Regions from separate parts of the Ovis aries genome. Here region 1 is linked to region 2. Evidence: chromatin contacts called from public Hi-C data. All regions are on one chromosome and are shown on one strand. The core of a region is the stretch at or near the end of the contact, and the rest is flanking DNA. Distances in the headings are between cores, read along the strand shown.

What was found. Hi-C and Micro-C count contacts between places; a contact is called where the count stands out from the background.
Region 1: a Hi-C map of tail adipose tissue shows a contact between it and region 2, with 2.8 times the contacts expected there. The contact joins the promoter of TMEM230 here to the promoter of RASSF2 in region 2. A contact is called at or near these places in 2 of 16 Hi-C or Micro-C datasets (blood and tail adipose tissue).

Annotation. Positions count from the first base shown.
Region 1 is chr13:47,043,238-47,046,194 of ARS-UI_Ramb_v3.0, reverse strand. It overlaps TMEM230 (transmembrane protein 230), which reads left to right and starts at 1,267. Exons shown (of 4, transcript XM_012188661.4): 1 at 1,267-1,437.
Region 2 is chr13:46,779,246-46,782,167 of ARS-UI_Ramb_v3.0, reverse strand. It overlaps RASSF2 (Ras association domain family member 2), which reads left to right and starts at 1,429. Exons shown (of 11, transcript XM_060396888.1): 1 at 1,429-1,489.

The DNA of each region.
Region 1 (2,957 bases), core at 18-2,517, 260 kb before region 2:
AGTAGAACACATATAATATTTTGTATTAGCAGAAACTAACACTTTACAGAAGCTTAATGTTTGCAAAGTTCAATGGCCTTTATAAGGTCACTTACAGGATTGTTGTAGGGCAGTGTTTTTTTAGCCTAGGGAGCCTTGTACAGGAGTCTTGAAAATGTTAGTAGGTCTGTGATAGGTCCCAAGAAGTATGTGCAAAAATAGTTTTTCTAGTGTAAGTACTTTTGGGAGGGGCAGGGGGGACTTATTCCCTTAAAGGATGAAAATGGTTTCCATGGGTGTCAGGCGTCAACCAAGAAAGTGAAAAAGGCCCAGCAATAATTGTGCTGCAAAGTCACGTATTAAATTCTAGTTATCCGATGGTAGAACTCACTGTATCCAGTAGATAAATTACCTTCCGAGTGTGTTGGGGAAGGAGACTTGACAGCAGAGGGGCCTGCTGGAAGATTTTGGAGTGATAAAAAGTTTTATCTACACTGTGGTGATGTCTCCACTGCATTTGTCAAAAAAACTAACCCAATTGTACTTCAGTATATGTAAATTATACTTTAATAAAGCTTGACATTTTAAAGAGCTTTATGTATTGCAAAATGTACCTTGTGTGCAGCCCTCTTAATAGGGCCTGGCCTGAAGATGTGCAGGAAACAAGCACGGGAATGTAGGGTGCTACTCCAGAGTAGTGAGTGAGGTAGACGGTGGCAGAGACCGCTGCGCAGACCCCGGGAAAGGCAGCCTTCCTTGGTCATACGGAGACCTCCAGCTTTCTGGAGCTTTGTCAGCTCAGCTTGTGCGTTTCGCAGCGCCACTGAGCTCCCTACACTGCCCGGGGGACCGGAAAGAAACACGTGGCCGGGTAGCCCTGGGCCTGACTGTGATCCAGGCGGCGCCGCTGCCTAGGAACCCACCGGCCCCGGCGGGAATGGTGGACAGCCAGCCAGGACTGCAGAGCCTTAGAAAACCCCACGGGGCCGCTCCGCTTGAGCAGCAGTAAGACCCGACGACTTCTGCGGGCCGCTGGAAAGAAAGCGGGCTTGAAACCGAAGAAACTAGAATGAGAAGGCGTCGCCCCCGTTGACGCCACTTCCGGCCCGCAGCCTCCAAAACACACGCCATTTCCGGCGTGTAGCCGGTCCGAGGCGGGGTGGCAGTTGGGGGAGGTCTCGGGCGCTCCAGCTGCCAACCGTGAGCAAGCTGTCCGTGCTCGGGCCCCGGATAAGGCGTGTGTGCTCCCTGGGCGGGAGCGGAAGCGGAAGCGGAAGCGCTCGCCTCAGGCTTTCGGCGCGGCCCAGACTGCGTTCTCCGCCGGTGAAGGCTGGAGTCCTCGGTGTGGAGCATTCACCCTCCCGGGGGACGGCTGGCCGCTTTCCTGAAAGCAGATTTTTCCATCTAAATTCACGTCAGTTCTTATTTCTCTTGCTCGCTGGGTCTGGAAGCGGACAGGGAAGTATTGTGGAGAGGCGCGTAGTGCGAAGCTGTGTGCTAAGTGCTATGCTTAAAAAATTCTTGCAGCATTCAAGTGCTGAAGAAATTTGGGGATTCCGGTGAGGCTGGTAAAAAAGCCTGTTGGGCAGGTACTCAGTAAACATTGCTTTACATTTTTCCTTTTCCCTCTTTTCGAATTGTTACTCTGCTACCAATAAGCAGTCGTCTGGTGTTCCTCACGCCATGCCTATTTTTATGTTTTGATGCAGTGTATGAATAGTTAATGACAGTATGTAAACTTTTAAAGACTGATACAAATCACAGGTGATTAAATGCTCTCAAGACCCCCCATTTATTGGTAGTCTAAACTTAAAAGTTTTATAGAATTAAATTTAGATTATCGTGTAATCAGGATCACAACACTTAAAAACAATTTTTCACATAATTTGATCTAACCATTTTTGAAAAGCATATAAGAAAGCAAACTTATTTTTTCAGTACTTGATTTCTGTATCATTACAAAATTACTAAAAAGGAACGGGAGCGGTTAGCACCAGTTCCTTTATAATGCTAATTAGGTTGTCTGCAGGCCACTTAAAACAGCTTATTAATATTCAGAATTAAGTATATACAACCCACTCCAGTGTTCTTGCCTGGAGAATCCCAGGGACGGGGGAACCTGGTTGGCTGCCGTCTATGGGGTCGCACAGAGTCGGACACGACTGAAGCGACGTAGCAGCAGCAAAGCGCATAGATATGTTTCACTTTTAGAAATCAAGTAACTTGATCAAAATAGGTTTACTTGTTTCATTCACATAACTTTGTGATTTTATGGAGGAAAAGTACACGAATTACAAATGTTTTTCAGTTTAATCTTATCTACTGTCTTTTAAGCTGGTGACGTAATAGCCACGATTTCATTATAGGAGTCAACTTTGACTAGTTTGAACAAAAACCAAGCATTTATTCAGAGTTTTTTTGTTTTGTTTTTGATGTAGCTGAAGAAGGACCTGGAAAGTGAAATTGCTGCTTTCAGTGCTTGGACTGAAGCAGTGCGTGCATGCTCAGTCACTCCAGTTGTGTTGGACTCTCTGCGACCCCAGGGACTGTAGCCCGCCAGGCTCCTCTGTCCATGAGATTCTCTAGGCAAGAATACTGGAGTGGGTTGCCGTGCCCTCTTCCAGGGGAACCTTACCAACCCCGGGACTGAGCTTGGGTCTCCTCCTTTGGACTCTACCCCTGAGCCAAGGAGGAAGCCCTCTGGGGTGGAGCAGAGAGACAGGCAAATCAGAGGACACTGGTATAATACTGGTAGCCAATAGCTTATCCAAATTTACAAGAACTTTTACAGATCTTTTGCATTAAACGGATGATATCCATCAGAGGGAAATAGGCAAAATGCTGATGTGGATGTATTTCATTTCTCACCCTCTCTCCTCTGTCCTAGTCAAATAAGAGAATCACTTGTGTATATGCTCCCCTTTTTCTGAAAGCAGGGATGGGGGACAGGCAGTACTGTAGCAGAATGGTTGAAATGT
Region 2 (2,922 bases), core at 180-2,679:
TTCTTCAACAGGAGCGTTAAGCCCCAGTGATGGAAGTGACGGCCACTCTTTGGCATATGTCTGGGGTGGAGGGAAGGCCAGTCTATGATGAAAGAGAAGAGCTGGCTCCTCAGAGAAGACTTTCTGGGTTACTGGAAGCCCTTCAAGTTCTATATTTGCTTCTTACGGAGCTCTCCCTGTAATTCTAACCTTAATGTTGGAGGGAAATCCTCATGTCCTCATAATACATTTCCCTTCTGAAGGTGCTCCTATTATCTGCAAAGCAAAGAAGCTTACTGAGAATTAACTCCAAAGTTTGGGGTGTGGGAGGGAGGATTAATGATTGAGCTTTGTGTTTTACAGCTCACTGGAAAGGAACCAGAAGAGTTTTTTCCTATAGAAAAAGTTGATCAGTGGTCTCCTTGTTCTGGGGTAGCTGACACAGTTTTCACCACTAACCTTCAGCTGCATTTTGGATTCAAAAGACTTTTGTGGCCAGCCTGGGAAGCACATCACCATTTATAACATTGTTTCTAAGGGAAACACATTCCATGCACCAAACAATGAATTTATAAAGTGTGTCTGGCTTCCAGGAGGGATGAGCTGACCCAGCTGTACCCTGAGGTATAGTTTAACCCTTAGTCTCTGACACCAAAAGGCCTGGAGATCAACTCTACAGGTCTGGAGTATGTATGTTAGTCGCTCAATCGTCTCTGACTCTGCGACCCCATGGACTATAGCCCGTCAGGCTCCTTTGTCCATGGAATTCTCCAGGCAAGAATACTGGAGTGGGTTGCCATTCCCTTCTCCAGGGGATCTTCTCGACTCAGGGATAGAACCAGGTCTCCTGCATTGCAGGAAGCCCATAGTATGTTTGTGGGGCTGGGGGAGAATTGCGATAAGAAGGAGGGAACAGATAAGGCGCCCCTCATCTGGGGTGCTCTAGGGATCCCTGTGCACTGAGAGGCCATGAGGCTCAGGGATGGCTAAGAGGGGGAGGTGAGAGGACAAAGAAACTTGGCCTCCATATTGGTGTCATGTGTGCCAGCCCGCGAAAGCCCGCGAAGTCCAAGGGGCCTTGCTCAGCTCAAACCCTTTCTGGAATAAGCAGGTGTTAGAAAACATATCCCATATTCTCTGCTTGGGGAATCCAGGGCGCTCGACTTGGGCTTCGCGGGGCAGAGTGACTGATCTCTGGGAGTGGCTATCACCGTCCAGAGCGAGCCAAGGGCCAAGACTACATCCCTTTCGGAGGTTTTGGAGAACGCGGTGAGCAAGCCAGCTCATTCTCCCCACCCTCTTACTTCTACCCCTCCACCCCAGGCCGGAAGAGGCGCTGGCAGCCTGAGCCCTGACTCGCAGGAGGGAAGGAGGCGACGCGCAGCCACAGCTTTGTCTGGGAGGGAGGGGAGAAGCCCCGCCCCCAGGGGGCGGGGGGCCGCGAGAGGAGGGGGAAGAAGAAAGGCTAGGGAAGGAGGGTGGAGGGAGCGGTGGAGAGCTAGAGAAAAGAGTAAGGGAGGGCGGTCAGATCCGATAGAGGCAGATAAAGACGGAGGGGCGGGAGAGAGGACAAGGAAGGGCGGAGGGGGGCGGGGCGCCCGACCCCCAGCTGCGCGGCTGCAGCCAGCTCTGCCGAGCTGCTAGGGATCCTGGCCCGCCGATTGCTGAACGAGCTCCGTGGCCACCCCCGCCCCCCTACTTTCCAATTCCACGGTCCCCGCAGCGCGCGCGAGATGCAGCCGGTTCCGGACGCAGGCAAGGCGCGGGGCGCGGGCGGCTGGGAGCAAGCCTCCCGGAGCAAGTTGCGGGGCGCGAGGTGTGGTGTACTGGGCGGTCCTCTCTCCCCTCGCTGAAAGTTTGCTCGCAGTGTCCCCTGCTTCTTCCGTGTCAACCCCTCAGTGCCTCGGCGCCCTCCTTTCCCAGACGCTGGGGGTTCCAGGCTGTGCGGGCTCCGCTGGGGCCGCGTAGGCGCGGAACCCCGGCCAGCCTGCCTTCTGAGGGACAAAGTTGTGGTCCAGGCTCTTCCTTCCCCTTCGATTCCCTGGGGGTTTCTTCCTTCTCTCCGCGCCAAGGGCGGCGGCAGGAAGCCCCCCACCCCCCAACCTTATTCCCGGGGTCCCCCGGGACTCCCTGGCGAGAAGTTGCCGGGCGGGCAGGTGCAGGGACGTCAGACCCCGACAGCCCGGGGGTTTGGGTGGGTGGTGGTGTCCGATCCTAATCCGGTTCTCTTCTTCCCGACTGAACCGAGGGTTCCCTGGAGGCGCGTTCCAACCAACAGCGCCTGAGCCTCCCTTGGCCTTCAGAAGGGCGTTGGACGCGTTGGGGGCCTCGGTCCTCCTTGCACTTCCCCTTTGCCGGCTCTTGGCCTGCCTCCAGAGCCTGAGGTCGTTGAGAACCTCGGCTTTGCGTCCTGTCTCACTGAAGAGGCAAGTGCCTTGGGCCGACTTCGGCCACCACTGCATTTTGAGCCCCTGCATTGCACTCAGTTCCTAAGCTGGGAAAGCCCTAGGGACAGAGAGAGACACAGTCGCCTGACAGGGAGACATGAGGCTCCATTTTATCCTGGGGCGCTCCTTGGGTCCTGAGTTATTCACTGCACCTCTGCCCCTCAGTGACAGAAGGAGCTGAGGGCCAGGCTTCTGAACCCTGCGATGCACTTTATTCCCAGGTGCGTGGAATCTGGATCCCTAGAGCTTGTTCTCCCAGAGAACAGAGTTGTCTAGAGCTGGCCAAGTTCATAATATGTACTTTACATGTGATGAGTGAATGTAGGCACCAATGAGCTGACAAATAACAATCCCTGTCACAATTGATCTTGGCACAATGGGAAGAAAGAATTAGAAACAATGATTCTTTTAAACAGCTGTGAGACAGAACCAGGGGCCTTCTTTCCAGAGCATCTGGTTGAGGAACCTGGGGTTGGATTTATTTTATTCATCAATC